Regions from separate parts of the Sus scrofa genome. Here region 1 is linked to region 2. A link is a contact called in public promoter capture Hi-C data. All regions are on one chromosome and are shown on one strand. The core of a region is the stretch at or near the end of the contact, and the rest is flanking DNA. Distances in the headings are between cores, read along the strand shown.

The links. Promoter capture Hi-C pulls out the DNA fragments that hold promoters and counts their contacts.
Region 1: a contact with region 2 is called in a promoter capture Hi-C map of liver, with 9 times the contacts expected there. The contact joins the promoter of PQBP1 here to the promoter of ELK1 in region 2. A contact is called at or near these places in 2 of 5 promoter capture datasets (fetal liver and liver) and 1 of 2 datasets of contacts at active chromatin or transcription factors (alveolar macrophages).

Annotation. Positions count from the first base shown.
Region 1 is chrX:42,974,527-42,977,976 of Sscrofa11.1, forward strand. It overlaps PQBP1 (polyglutamine binding protein 1), which reads left to right and starts at 2,120. Exons shown (of 6, transcript NM_001246668.1): 1 at 2,120-2,205. The coding sequence starts at 2,139. TIMM17B (mitochondrial import inner membrane translocase subunit Tim17-B) reads right to left here and starts at 1,761. Exons shown (of 6, transcript XM_003360308.4): 1 at 1,347-1,761; 2 at 390-489. The coding sequence starts at 1,519.
Region 2 is chrX:42,173,152-42,176,414 of Sscrofa11.1, forward strand. ELK1 (ETS domain-containing protein Elk-1) reads right to left here and starts at 1,813. Exons shown (of 6, transcript XM_013990888.2): 1 at 1,615-1,813. UXT (protein UXT) reads right to left here. Exons shown (of 7, transcript XM_003135055.5): 7 at 2,991-3,086. The coding sequence ends at 3,036.

The DNA.
Region 1 (3,450 bases), core at 870-3,369, 800 kb after region 2:
GTATGTTCAATTAAAAGCATATTGTCAATTTTAAGGCTGTCCTCCTCCTGCCAATTAAACTCCTATCACTTCCCTCTAGCCAGGCTTCCAACCCAGAGTCTGTCTTTAGGTAACATCTGTCTGGCTTTGCACACACACCTTTAAGTTTTGTGATGACAAAACCTTTTGACAGCACAGCATTTCCAAAGAGGAGCTCCAGTTGGGTGGGGGGTGAGGGGCAGAGGTCATGTATGCAGTTCCCCCAAACTCCCAGATCGTGGAACCAGGCCTGGCACACAGTAGGTGGGCAGGCACCAGAATGATTAAGTGCCCGTGACTGGCACTCCAAGCGGTTTTCCCATGTGGGCGGGGCAAGACCCCCGCACCACCCAAGGAAGGTCAGGACTCACGACAGGGGCATTGCGGAAGCCCTTAATGGCCTGGAAGACTCCACCGCCGATAACACCCATAGTGAAGGCTCCACCGCAATCATCCACAATTCGCCATGGGCTGCAAGCGGGAAGGGGAGGATAGGGTTAATGTGAGCCCTCCCCCATTTTATGTCACAAGGACACTTTCCAGCTGGGAGAAACTACGTCACTCAAATGGGGAGCAGCACTTCAAATAATAAAGAGGGTATTTTCCTCCATATTCTCGCAAAGAAACAGTGCGGAAGGGGGAAAAACATTAGTCGTTGCCCTTGTCCGCCCCTCTCCTTCACAGCCAACTGGTTTACTGCTAGCAAAGATTAAATGACTTGATTGCAAGCAAAGAGTGGGCACGTTTAAATAAGCGCTACGGAAGTGTTAACAAGCTGGCACTGTAAAGTACAACGGGGGTCGCACCCCCTCCTCCGACAATGAGCTCGTCCAGCCACGCTCTTCCCTTTCTTCACCTTGCACGAGGGAGGAAAAACCTAGCTGCAGACCGTGGGGACGATCCGACACCCCCTCCTTGCCCACAGTGGGCTCACCCAAGCCCCGCCTCCATTCACCAAAGGGACCTGGGAAAAACCACGCGCGGTAACCCTGGGGATTTCCGCCTAGCAACACACCACCCCCCGGCTGGAATGGATTCGACCAACGTGTCTCTTTCCGTTAACAAGAGGGACCGGGGACAAGAGTCAAGGGAAACGTGGAGTGGTTCGTCCTGCACCGCACCAGCTCCTTCAAGCACACAGTTGTGGCCCCTCTTAACGGAGCCCAAGTAAGGAAACAAGTGGACGGGAGCGGAAGGAGACAACAAACGTTTAAAAGTCTCCCGAGTCTGGGACGTGGCGCTGTGTAGCCAGCGCCTCCCCCGCCCGCCTCCCACCGCTGGCCGTGGCGCCGCAGCAAGAGTCCCGAGGCCTGTGCCCCTCGCCGTACCAAGGCTCCCGAGCGTACTCCTCCATGGCGCCGGCGTCCGGCCGCGCAGTCTGGCTAAATCCCGGCCGGGCCACACCCCCACTGTAAACGCACACAGGCGCCCGAGCTTTCCACCTATTCCAAGGTAATGATTGGGTCCTTTCGCCAGACGTCAGGCCAAGGCGCACTCTCATTGGCCAGTTAGGTTTCCGTCATCTGTTCTCTGCAGCCCGAGCGTCGCCCAGTTACCTCTGGCTCAGGGAGAGAGGGCCTCATTCTTTCCCTCAGGAGAAAAAGAGTCGTGGTCCTGGCGATCATAAAGGCGTCGAGAGAGAGGCCGACAGTCTGACAGCCTTCCGCAACCCGCGTGACTGTATTGGTAATGTCGGGGTGGGCGCATTTTTTGGAGCTAGAGGAAACCCTGCTCCCCCCACCCCTGCTCCTTGGTTCCTTCCACCCGGCAGTCTTTGGGGGACGTTGGGTGAGCCCATTTCTGGGGCGCGGGGGAGCGGCGCTTGGCCCCTTCGGCGATGGGTGGAGCCTAGGCCTGGGAGAGGAGGCCTGGGAGAGGAGTCCTGTCCCGGAGCACCCCGCCTGGAGAGGAGAGTTGGCGAGAATTTCGGTGATACTGCCGTTTATCCCTTCCACCTTTTAGCGGGTAGGTTCTGTTGCCCAGCTCCTGGTGCAGGTGGGTAGGTGGGAGTCTAGATGAGTGCATGTTGGGGAGAGGCGCTTGCTTACGAGCTCCAGATTCAAATCCTTATCTGAACTGCTTTCTCGTCTGTCCTTCCCTAGGTCTGTCTGCTACCCGCTATGCCGCTGCCCGTTGCGTTGCAGACCCGCTTGGCCAAGAGAGGCATCCTCAAACATCTCGAGCCCGGTGAGAGAGCTAAGAGCAGATGGGCCTACCATGTGCCAGGCTTGACAGGCACTTTGTTGTTGATATTGCCACTCGATCCCTAGTATGGGCCTACTATATACCAAGCAGTGGGCTGGCAGACATTTTGTTGTAAACAATACGTATTCCTGACGCCGATTCCTACCGCGTGCGCGCGGACGCCTACGGTGGGGGTGGGGCAGGGAATAGACATTTCAGCTTTAGTCGTACCTAATACTGACAGCTGATGCTTATCTTGGATCTTCATACGCCAGATTTAATCCAATCGATCCCTGGAAGAGTATCTAAGGATATTAATAGTAAACTGACATCTATTACAGCCTCTTTTGGACCAAATACAGTGGGAGGAGGCTGATATTTTGTTCTTTACCATACTAGTAGGTAACATTTTTTTCAGATCTACTGTAGAGCCAGGTACTGTTCAGGCGATATATACCGACTTGTTCACCAGTTCAATAACTGACATGTATTTCGGGTCTGCTTAAGTGGCTGGCATATGCATTATGGTTTACAGTATGTAAAATAATGGTAGGGGAGTTCCTGTCGTGGCGCAGTGGTTAACGAGTCCGACTAGGAACCATGAGGTTGCGGGTTCGATCCCTGGCCTTGCTCAGTGGATTAAGGATCCAGCGTTGCCGTGAGCTGTGGTGTAGGTCGCAGACGCGGCTCGGATCTGGCGTTGCTGTGGCTCTGGCGTAGGCTGGCAGCTCAGCTCCGATTGGACCCTTAGCCTGGGAACTTCCATATGCCGCGGGAGCGGCCCAAGAAAAGGCAAAAAAACAAAAAACAAAACAAGGATAATGATAGGATCTGTCATTTTGGCCTGCTGTGCTGCCGTTGCCAGTATTTATACCTTACTGTCATTACAGTAAAAGTTGGCATCTATTTTGGGCTAAGGTGTGGCCGTGTACTGGAAAACTCATTTTCACTTTATTGACAGGTGACATCTATTACAGGTTTGTTGTGTGCCAAGCATAGATCTTTGGTTAATAATACGGATAATGGTCATTGATATTTATTTTAAGCTTACTGAATACCGGGCCTTGTGCCCGTGGTACGTTTCTTACTAACAACACTAATGATTATAGCTGATGATCTATTTTGGACCTATTGTGTGACAGGCACTATGTTATTGCTGAAATAGACATTTCATTGTTAGCTGTATACACAGTTGAAACCTGTGATCGGCCAACTGAGGTCCAGGTACTCATGTACCTTTTTTAAAAT
Region 2 (3,263 bases), core at 563-3,062:
CCCATTTTACAAATGAGGGAACAAGTGAGGACAGACCGTGGTTAAACCATTTAAGGTCGTGTAGCTGCTAGGATTGGGGGTGGATGGGTTTTGAGACAAGGTGTGGGGTGGAGACAGCTCGGCAAGCCAAGGGCACAGCAAAAACAAAAGGCTTGGAGATGGGAGTGATTTAGCTTTTAAGGAGAGAGGCCTTGGGGGGGGGGCGGGGGTAGGATGAAGAGTGAGAGGAAAGTCTCAAAAATGCTCTGAGGGGCAACCTAACCTGGTACCTATGGCATCACCTTTGAGTAAGGAATTAAACCTCCCTGTGCCAAACGTTCCTCGGTCCCTATCTCAGGGGGTGGATGAAATGAGCTAACATTAAGCATTCAGCCTGGTACCCAGTAGGAGGTCAATAACCAGTAGCGTCTATAGGCATTATCGCTACTGCTAATGTATTCATTTCCTGGAGTGAGGCGGGATGTTTTAATGGTTAACAGTGTGTAAGAGGGGGGTGTGTTCTAGAGTAAAAAAAGACCTCGGTTCAACAAGCACACAGGCTGATCCACTACTAAGAAGGAGGGAGAGTGGCAGGGAAGGCCACAGACTGACCCACCCCAAGGGCCAACCCTCCTGGAGGGACTGCATAGCACTGGACTCACACGAGGGTGTACCCAACGGGTGTAAAGGCAAGCACATGGGTGGCAGGAAGTCCAATAAACAGATCCACTGCAAAGGGGTGGGTGGGTGGGTGTGTGTGTGTGTGTATGTGTGTGTGTAAAGGCTCATCTTATTTACTAGGGGCAAGGAGAGCAGAGAAACACACTGATTCCTGCACGATAATGGAAGAGAGAAAAACCATCACACAGACTGATTATAAGGAGAAGGGGACAAGGCCAGGGACTGGGCTACTGAAATGGGGAGATATAAAGGTCTAAACTAACCCACTATTCAAAGCAAGGGAGAAGCCCAGGCACTGGAGTGACAGTCTACAAAAAAGGGAGGATAGGGTGATGGGCTGATATGCAGGGGGACATGAATACAAGCATGTAGACTGATCCACTGTAAAAATGGTGTGTGTGTGTGTGTGTGTGTGTGTGTGTGTTAAAGCCATGGATTGATGCACTGGGGGACTGGAGGCAGGAATACAAATTCACAGGTTAACTCCCTGTTAAGGGGGGGGGTACAACGCCACGGAGTGACTCACAAGGAAGAGTAGGGATGGGAAAAACAAGGCCACAGACGGGGGCCGCTGAAACTTGAGGACCTGAGAAATACAAACACTCAGACGGACCTACTGTCAAAGAGTTAGACGCTGCCAGAGAACGGCACCCTCCAAGCCGGGGTTGGGGGGCAAGACCACGGACGAGTCTACTGTAAGGGGGGGTGGGGAGAAATACAAGCACTAAGACCGATCCATTTTAAAACAGGAAGGGGGGATTAGGCCACGGTCAGATCCACTACAAGGGGCGAAGGGACGGGACGATGCCACAGGCAGGTCCACCAGCCGTGGCGGTGGCAGTGAGGAGCCGAACACCAGAAGGCCATGGGCCAAGCCACATCCCCCGGCGCGGGGGCGGGAAGGATACGTGGGGTCAGGGACCGGGCCCTCAACCCTCCAGGCCCCGGGCTCACCTGTGCGTAGCGCTGCGGTGGTGTTGGCAGCTCCGGGGGGCGGGGGCTCCATGCGCGGCCCCACCGCCCCCCAGGCCCGGGATCCGAGGCGGCGGTGGCGGCGGCGGTGGCGGCGGCGGCGGCGGCGGCAGCGGCGGCGGCGGCAGCACCTAGAAGCCGCCCCTGCGTTTCCCCACCGCTCACGTGGGCCCGTAAAGGAGGAGCTGAGCTTTCAGCCGCTCGCTGATTGGTCAAAGCGCCACGGATCGACCGCGCGGCTTCCAGGGTTGGGGAGGCGGACCCTGCCCCATAGGGCCTTGCTGGGATTGGCCCTAGGGGAACTGACGGAACGCAGCCGGCCTCCTGGGTTCCGAGGGGGCGTGCTCGGCCCCGCCGACGCTCACCGCTGATTGGCTCAGGAGAGACTGCTAGGCCGTGGGCGATTGACAAGGTTCCGGGGGTGCCTGCCTCGCAGTGATTGGCCTATATGAGATTGATGGAAGACGGCCAGCCTCCGAGGATAGAAGTGGTTAGGCTCTGCTTCCTGCTGATTGGCGGGCGATGGACGCCTAGACAGCTGCCAAAACACCAATGGGCGGTGCCGAACTCCACGCAGCCCAGCGGAAGCAGGACTTGTATAGAAGTACACAGGCTAGCAGCCCCGCTGGGAGGAGGTCTGACCAGGGATCTGCGGAGGCGGGCAGGCTAACTCTGTGGCGATTGGCTAGAAAAGACGAATTTAGAACGAAGCAGAGGAAGGAGGGCAGGACAGCTGCCAGACGTGCGAAGGAGTGTTGAGTGGTGGAAACGAAATGCCTACAAGGGCAGGGTCGAGCTGCAGCCAGTAATAAAGGGGTGGAACCTGGCTCTGTATCGATTGGCGGAAGCTGGATTCAGCCTAGAATGAGGACCGGACCAGGGAGGGCGGGCGAGATCGGCCCTGCGCCCATTGCTGGAGCTGTAACTATTTAGAAGCTGGGACAAGGCCAAGGTTGGGCCTAGACGGGCGTGGGTGTAATTTAAGTTACCTGAGGAACGATTGGAGTGTGGGAGAAGGGTAAACTTTAGGGCCAGGAGTGAAAGGTTGATTGCCTTAGGGAACAAACCGCCACCCTGAATCGGCCCGTTCTCTATGGTTAATTCAAGCAGTAGTGCACAGGAAAGGAAATAGAAAGAAGGGTCAGGTGGGGGCCCAGGTTGCCAAGGCGATGGTAGAGAGGGCAGAGCGGAAAGTCAGGTGGCACATTCTGCCAGGAAACAGGCTGGAGGCGGCACTTCAGTGGTGCTTTAAAGATTCTACACAGACTGGATCTCTGCGCCTCCCAGTAACATTGTGCTTTAGAAACGGCACTTTAGCCAACAGCAGAAGTTAATGGGGGAAAGAAGGGCCACGTGACTCAAAGACATTCAGGCTCTTTAATGTCAAGGGAGGTAGGAAGAAGTCAGTGGCGAGGCTCGGGGAAATTCTGCAGACCTTGTAGTTCTCTAAGCCCCTGAAAAAGAGAACAGAAGAGATTGAACGGAGACTGGGTCCAGGCCCCACCTCAGGCTTGCTTGGAACTCCCTTCCCTCAGAGCCAGCCTGGTTCCTGTCTGACTCATTTGGAGGGAAAGATGGCCCTTCCCATCTCTGGCTCTCTCCCTTCCTCAGGACACCACCCTAAATATTTG